Linked DNA regions of Sus scrofa: region 1 is linked to region 2. The links are chromatin contacts, called in public HiChIP or PLAC-seq maps. All regions are on one chromosome and are shown on one strand. Each heading gives the region's core, a stretch centred on a gene start, on an enhancer-like site or on the middle of the called end of the contact. The rest is flanking DNA. Distances are from core to core; before and after follow the strand shown. Region 1 holds the start of LEF1 (lymphoid enhancer binding factor 1). Region 2 holds the start of OSTC (oligosaccharyltransferase complex subunit OSTC).

The links. HiChIP or PLAC-seq counts read pairs in DNA pulled down with a chosen protein or histone mark.
Region 1: a contact with region 2 is called in an H3K27ac HiChIP or PLAC-seq map of alveolar macrophages. The contact joins the promoter of LEF1 here to the promoter of OSTC in region 2. A contact is called at or near these places in 1 of 5 promoter capture datasets (fetal liver), 1 of 47 Hi-C or Micro-C datasets (embryonic fibroblasts) and 2 of 2 datasets of contacts at active chromatin or transcription factors (alveolar macrophages and skeletal muscle).

The regions. Positions count from the first base shown.
Region 1 is chr8:113,825,005-113,828,739 of Sscrofa11.1, forward strand. LEF1 (lymphoid enhancer binding factor 1) reads left to right here and starts at 1,450. Exons shown (of 12, transcript NM_001129967.1): 1 at 1,450-1,721. The coding sequence starts at 1,512. LOC100738196 (a long non-coding RNA gene) reads right to left here and starts at 267. Exons shown (of 15, transcript XR_002346834.1): 1 at 233-267.
Region 2 is chr8:113,445,535-113,449,588 of Sscrofa11.1, forward strand. OSTC (oligosaccharyltransferase complex subunit OSTC) reads right to left here and starts at 1,662. Exons shown (of 4, transcript XM_003129258.4): 1 at 1,456-1,662. The coding sequence starts at 1,594.

The DNA of each region.
Region 1 (3,735 bases), core at 200-2,699, 380 kb after region 2:
CACGCGGGCAAAAACGTGCCTTCCTTGGGTCACAAGAAGCGCGGGATCCTTCCTTCGCCAAGTTGCCTGAATCTTCTTTCTAGGCGCTCTCCGCACGCGCGCGCGCGCTCCCTCTCTCTCTCTCTCTCTCTCTCTCTCTCTCGCGCACACACACACACACACACAGACATACACACCCCAAAACTAGGACTAGTCCTACAGGCTCTGGGAAAAGAAAAAAGTCCTCAATCACCAGCTCCTTCTCGCCGTCCCCCTCCTCCCTCCCAGCGGGCAGCCAAGGAAAGCTGGAGGCGGGGGAGGGGAAGGGGAGGAGAAGCGACGCAAGTGGGTAGCTTTTCAGCGCCGGCGAGGCGCGGGAGGAGGAGAAGCGGTGGGGAGGCGCAGCCGCTCACCTGCGGGGCCGGGCGCGGAGGAGGGATCAGGCTGCGCGCTCTCAGGCCGAAGAGCCAGGACGCGCCCGTAGCCCCGCAAGCCGCCAAGCTCTGGGCGTCCCCCTCCCCCGGGCCGGGCGAACCCGAGGGGTGCAGCTCTTTGCTTTGACAAGCGGCCGGGCGGAGGCGTGGAGAGCAGCGAGCCAGCGAGCGAGCCAGACTGAGAAACTCGAGCCGGGAACAAAGAGGGGTCGGGCTGTGTGTGTTTCGGCTCCAGCTCCGGGCAGAAGCTTTTGGGTCCGCGGTCCCTGCTGTGACTCCCCGAGACCCAGCCGTGCCCTCCACTGCCGACTCCCTGAGCTTGCACGCACAAACTTTATTCTTGGCAAACTTCTTTTCCTTTTCTTCCCCTCCTCCTCCGCCCCCACCTTCTCCTCCGGCAGATTAAATTCGCCTGGAGAAGGAAAACCGAAGCGAAAGGGAAGGAAACAAGAAGCTCTAAAACGGACATCTCCAACCCTGGTGGCTTTTTTTTTTTTTTTTTTTTTTTTTTGCTCTCCAGGAAGTGGACATTCATTATCTTCTGATTCTCCTTGCACCGTCTCTACTGGGGCAAACGGAGCCGTTTTGCCCGAGTCCCTTATTTTTCCGGGAAACAAACTCCCAGATCGGCCTCCGGGGGAGCTGAGGTGGAGAGATTTGCGTAGAGACGCGCCGGCGGACCCTCCTCTGCACTTCGGAGACTCGAACCTCCTACGACCCGGGAGACGCTGGGGGCGTCGGGTGGCCGCCCGGGCAGTCTAGCCTAGCGTGCGCCACGCTGCACGGCGCAGACGCCCCCAGAGGCGCCGGCAGCGGCGGCCCTCGCAGCCCTGTGTCCTTCGGCCTCGCGGACGGGTGCCGGCGTGGGTCTCGGCCGAGTGGGAAGACGCGGACGGCCGCCGGGACGCGGACGCCGCTGCAGTTGCTCAGGCTGCCGGCCGCCAGCCCTGCGCTCGCCAGCCCGGCTTCCGCCTGCTGTCGTCCCTCACACACCCTTCCAATTCTCCTTCTCCTCCCCCACCTTTCCTTTACCCTTTCTCTCTTCTGCTGTCGCCTGGGGTGCTCCCCCAGCGGAGCGGAGATTACAGAGTGGTCGGGATGCCCCAACTCTCCGGGGCAGGCGGCGGCGGGGGGGACCCGGAACTCTGCGCCACGGACGAGATGATCCCCTTCAAGGACGAGGGCGATCCCCAGAAAGAGAAGATTTTCGCTGAGATCAGTCACCCTGAAGAGGAAGGTGACTTAGCCGACATCAAGTCCTCCTTGGTTAACGAGTCCGAAATCATCCCGGCGAGCAACGGACACGAGGTGAGCGGGCCGCTGCCCAGAGCGGCGTGGCGGGTCCGGGGGAAGAGCAGGGAGGGAAGGCTCTGGACAGCCCCAGCTGATGGGTCCCCAGCAGGTCTCCTGGGGCCGAGGTGGGATGGGGTGAGGGGCTGGGCTACTTTGGTCAACGTTCTTCGTTTGTGCGTGTGTGAGGTGGAGGGGGATGCAGGAAAACATTCAAAATGGATCCGTTTTGGGGTTCTGTGACTAAACTGTTGGTTTGCGGCCCTTAACCCATAACGTTTCGCCTTCAGACGTTTTCGTGGGGTTGAGAATGTGCGATGCATTAAAGCGAGGATGTCTGAACAGCACTACTGAGAAGTTCTTCCGTAGGACGGAAAACAAAGTGCACCCGCTCTCTCGATAGATGTCTCTGCAAAAATGCGTTAAACCACCAAAAGCTTAGGTAGAAACGAGCAGAGCCACAGGCAGAAAGGAAGGGGAGGCGGGCGTGGGCCGAGGACAGGCGGGGCCATCCCAACCGCCGCGGAGCCAGGCTCGCGCCCAGCGGGGCGCGCGGCGGGGGCGGTGCGGGACCCGGTCCTTGCCGCCGCCCGAGTCCCAGTGCCGGGGCTGGCTGTGGGGAGCCGTGGGCGCGCCGAGCGGAACCACCCCAGGGCGGGGGCACTCGCAGTAAGGTCCGCAACGCTAGTTTTCTCCACCCACAGCCACTTAAAGAATTGAAAAAAAAAAAAAAAAAGTTTATATTGGGGGTTAGTTTGGGCCCGGATCAGGCCTTAAATCTATGCAAAAGAAAGGCGAGCCAGAGTCGAGATGCGGCGGAAGCCAGGGCACCCACTCAGGGGAGAGTGGAAAGCACGTTATCAGATCTCTGGCCCGCTGCGGGCGATAGCGTTGGTAACCCGAGTAGAGTAAATAGAGACACGTGGGTGCTGGCGAGAGAAAGCCGAGAGCTGGACCTCGCGGAAGGGCTATTTCAGGCCGAGCTGAGAGCTTTGGGGGTGGGGGAGCGGGAGAGCGGATGGACCCTGATACCCGACACTGCACTGGCCACCCTTGTTCAACAACTGGGAAACGCTTTGGAGGAAATCCGGTAGAAAAGTCCTGACATTCAGAAGATTTCACCAACGCTTTTTCCCTCCAAAGAAATTCGGAGGGTATATCCTTTTTCCTTAAATGGCATCCTTCTGCCCCCAAAAAGAAGGCGTGTGAGGTTTTGGGGGCGGGGACATTTTGGGTTTTAAACAGCAAGTTTAAGAACACCTCTGAGTTACCTTCTTTATCCCAATGGCAGGGGTGAGTACGCATTTTGGAAGTCGGGGGCCTGGGAGCCTGGGTTCTAAAGAGAATGTAGGGATGTTCTGTCCCCTAAATCTTTCATCCCAACGTGCCAATTGTGCGGGAGGGGGCGAGGGAGGCCGTGGCAGCGGAGAGGATGCCCCCAAATCTGCTTAAAAGATTTGTGATTGTGTGTTCATTGGGGGGAGGTTACCAGGAGGACACGTGTTAAAGAACCAAATAACATCCACAACACTCGAGGCCAAACTCATATTTGTAGAGTGGCCTTTTAAAATTTCTACTCATTTTGTTTGTACGTCCTTTTGCTATAAATAAATTCGCCACCCGCTTCACATCGTCTACCTGTGTCTGCATTGGGGAGAAGGGCACTGCATTTGAAGCCCAGAACCCCTAGGTACTAGGGCTCTGTTCATCTTTGCTGGTGGTGAGTGGGCATGGGGCAGACCCAAGAAAAATGGTGAAAGGGTAATACCACTGATTTGCACGTGGTTGAGGCTGGGTGGATGGTGGTTACAGAGCTGATATTAACTGGGCTGCCTTTTACGTGTCTGTAGCCTTACTCTCAAATTTTCCTCCCTTTAACCACAAAATAGTTCACTTTTCTCTTGTAAGCTTGCACTCAACCAGCCATGGTAGGTTATAAGGGGTGGAGCTCCTGCTGCAACCAGTTTGGGACAGTTGCCTAAAACCCCCTTTTGTGAGTGGTGGGCTTGTTTTTATTTAAAATGTCATTTTC
Region 2 (4,054 bases), core at 412-2,911:
GATCCAAGCTGAGTCTGCGACCTACACCACAGGTCATTGCAACGCCGGATACTTAACCCACTTAGCGAGGCCAGGGATGGACCCCGAATCCTCATGGATCCTACCGCTGAGCCACAAAGGGAACTCCCAGTGCAGCCGTTTAAAAAGAAAGAAAAAAATGCATCTCACTGTTAAAACAATCAACAGGGGAAAAGCAGCTAGAATGAAAACTATGAGGCTTCTAGCAAAGGCCCTAGCTTCTAGGAAGGTAAGGGTTATAGGAAAGAGGTCTAGCATATGAAGCCTTATTTATTAAGAAAAAAAAAAAAAAAAAAAGCCACACTCACTTTAAATGGTTTATTTGATGCAGCACCTATTAAGGTGCTAAGCAAATGTTAATGCTAATGCAATGCTAGGACAGTATCTTATCAACATAAAAAATATGTGATATGTAATTTATTTAAATGAACATAAGGTAACTGTAGCTATTCTAGATTTGAGAGGAGGTTGAATCCAAAGGTTCATCCTAGAACTAAGCTCACATGATTTCAGATACTTCCTTCTTCAGTGCCAACTATTCTTAAAAATATGTATAAAAATGAAGAGGTCCACAACAATCCCTTAAAAGTAGAACTATCTGCTCTTGCTGTCCCTCATCTGTTGAGCTTTAATTTTATAATTTCCAAATTAAATACCCCACTTCCCCAAATCTGAAAGTGCAGTAGCAGTGTTGACTAAATCATGAAACTGCGGCTTGAAAGGGTGGTGGCTATGAAAAGACCGTAGCTGGATTGCCAACTCACCACTATACAAAGCGACGCCCCCTTTGCAAAGGGCAGGATAAGATGATTATGCAGAAGTGTTCGAAAGTAATGCTATTTTCCTTATTCTTTGAATTCTCAACTTCCGCTCTCTGATACGCTACCTTCTGCAAATCTCTTAGCTCAAATATGTATCAAAACTCCTTTCATATTTATTGCTGAGCGGGCCAAAAACAAGACCAAACTCTTAGTTTTGAGCTCACAAACCTAAGGACTGTCCAGTCTCTTCCAAGTTTCCAGAGACCGTGGACAAAGAGAAGGTAAAAGTGCCAAGACCTTTTGGCCAACCAAGGAGATAGAATGGGCCAGAAGAGATTTTCCCAGGGTCTTTGTCAAACGACTTAAGGCATGCAATAAAAAATACAACAATCTGGGCTTGAAAAATACATTATTCGACTCGGATGACTTGGCTAAGAGACCAGAAAAGGGATGGCAACGGGAGTGAGAACATTAATTCTCTCAAAATATAGGACAGGGCGTGAGGGCAAATAAACCTTCAGACCGTTAACACTTGGGACCCCAGAACTTCCCTCCACCCTCCGAAAAGATCGAGAGCAGAGCGATGCTTTCCCAGGCTGAGAGGCGACTGATCAGACGCGCCCCCGCCGGCTCTCCGCGCCTCGGCGCCTCTGGAGCCCCAGCCAGGCCGAGTTACCTCCGGTGATGAGGAAGTAAGACACCACCACCAGAGCGTACACAGTCATAGCCGACGGCATGTGCACCCAGGGCGGCTTCTTCAGCTTCAGGTTGGGGCATTCGAGCACTAAGAACGGGACTCGGTACAAAGTCTCCATGTTGGTGGCGGCAGGGACTGCTCTCGGCCTCAAGCCCCACGCGCCACCCGGAAATGGGCCCGCCCTCCCCTTCTCCGGCGCATGCGCGGGGAGGGAATGGCAGGTCTGCAAAGCTCAGTGGCAGTTTACACACTCATAGAAGAAAAGAAGAAACCATAAAAACAAATAAGTGTCATGACTTAAAACAATGTATCTTTTAATGTCTTGAAACAAAACAATTTCGTGAAGCAAAAATTTAAATTAAAAGCTCGGTTATTTCCAGTTAATAAGCAGGTGATTTATGTACCTTCACGGACCTGCAGGGCTTCAGACGTGGCCAAGCGAGAGGAGGAGAGGGAACGGAATCCGCCTGAGCCCCGCCCACTTGCTGACGCTAGGGATTTGGAAGCTGATTGGACGCGGGACGCTCTAGTTTCCCAGAGCCAGAGGATGAATGAAGAGGTTGGGAAATCTCTGCTTTTCTTATTAGCGGGTTTTTCAAGAGCTTGAGAAAGCCCTAGGTTGCTGAGCTTTTACTTCCTGATGTGGCAGTGGTGATAGCAATAACAGTTGTTGGAGTTCCCGCTGTGGCGCAAAAGGATCAGGGTCTCAGGAGAGCTGGGATGCAGGTTCGATCGGCCAGCCAGGCACAGTGTTAGGGAGCTGGCGTTGGCACAGCTGCGGCTTAGGTCACAACTGCAGATCGGATCTGACCCCTGGCCCAAGAACTCCATATGCCGCGGGGCGGCCAAAAAAGGAAAAAAATAAAAATAACAATTGTTCACTCTAATCGCTAAATTAATATAAAATTTAAAAATATATATCCAGTTTAGATCTCTCACAAAGGTCAAGAAGACAGCTCTACAAGATGCCTAACGTGGATAACTTGACACGACCAAAATACTATTTTAAATAACCTGTGCCCTCCCCTGTTTTCGTAAATGCTAAAATCTTTCGGGTTGAAAATCTTGAAATCATCCGGGTTTCTCTCTTTATTAAACATCCATATCCAAAATATCAGCAGGCCTTTTGGGCTGTACTATTAAAAATATCTTTAATTCATCCACTACTTTCCATTCCATATTTACCAGTCTATTGGAAGCCACTATCATCTCTTGCCTGAGCTATGTTTATATTCCAAGTGGAAGAAATGACATGAAAGAGAATTTGTCTTTAGGGATAGACTAGATAGCCTAAACAAGTTTTTTGCTTTCTGTTTAGTTTTTCTTTTCGGTATACTCTCTTAAGATTCTGCAAGTATCTGTTTCCTTTTAGAATAAGCGTTCAAATGACTGATTATATAAATCCAGACTGATAGTTTTATTTTTGAGCCAATGATTATATAAATAAAGACTGATACTTTTATTAGTGAGCCAATGTTTTGTGCTCTCTGTTTGTTACTGAGCTCAGGGTTTTTTACAGGATGGAATGCTTTGGTTCTGTACTTTCAGTTAGTGATTCAATTACTGAGAAATTGTTTAAATACCATAATAATAAAAATATTTATAAAACATTGCAGCATTTAATTCTAAATACAGACTGCCCTTACTGTTCAATAGTGAGCATTTCTCTAGGGTCTTAGTGTGTATTAAGGAAGGTACATTCATCTTAGTTTATAAGAGGGTCACTAATAACACCAGTAATGAAGTGTATTTATATAGGAAGTTTTCCTGGGGACTATAAAACACACTGTTTCTGAAATTCCTATAGCTTTATAAATAAGGAAAAACTTTGGAACAATTAAAAAATATGTTGCATTGAAAAATACTAAGGAAAAACATAGAAATTAAAAGTCTTTAAGCTTCTTTTATAGCTTCAGAAAAGACATTAACATTAGCTAACTATCTACCTCTTGGCAGATACCATACTGTCATTCATTAGTTCTGGAAAGTACAATTGGAGTAAACATTTTCGGGTATGGAAGAATCCCCACCTTGGTTTCTGACCCACCGAGTGAGGGCTCTAATGGTAGAAACTCTAAGTAAAACCAATAGAACTACCTTCACCTTCTGAAACAATCAATCAGAAGTGACTACAGAGATTGATGCCACCATCAAGGACTTGAAAGATACAGAGTGGCAATTCCTACCATGTTTCATTCAGTTAGCCAGTTTGGCTCTTATAAAAGAAAGATGGATCTTAGAGTTCCCGCTGTGGCACAACAGTATTGGTGGTATCTTGGGAGCACTGGGTTACAGGTTTGATTCCTGGCCTGCCACAGTGGGTTAAGGACCTGGCATTGCTGCAAGCTGTGGTGTAGGCCTCGGCTGCAGCTCAGATTCGACCCCTGGCCCAGGAACTTCCATATGCCACAGGTGAGGCCCTTCCCCCCCAAAAAAAATGTGGGCTTCTCAGTGAAATTTCTAGGGGTCTAGTAATTTGTAACATGTGAGATATTCCTTCCAAGGTAAAGGGTAGCTACTGCATCTGATTCCTCCTTCCACTAAGAATGAAGCACATTGCTCAAGAAACCACTTGGGA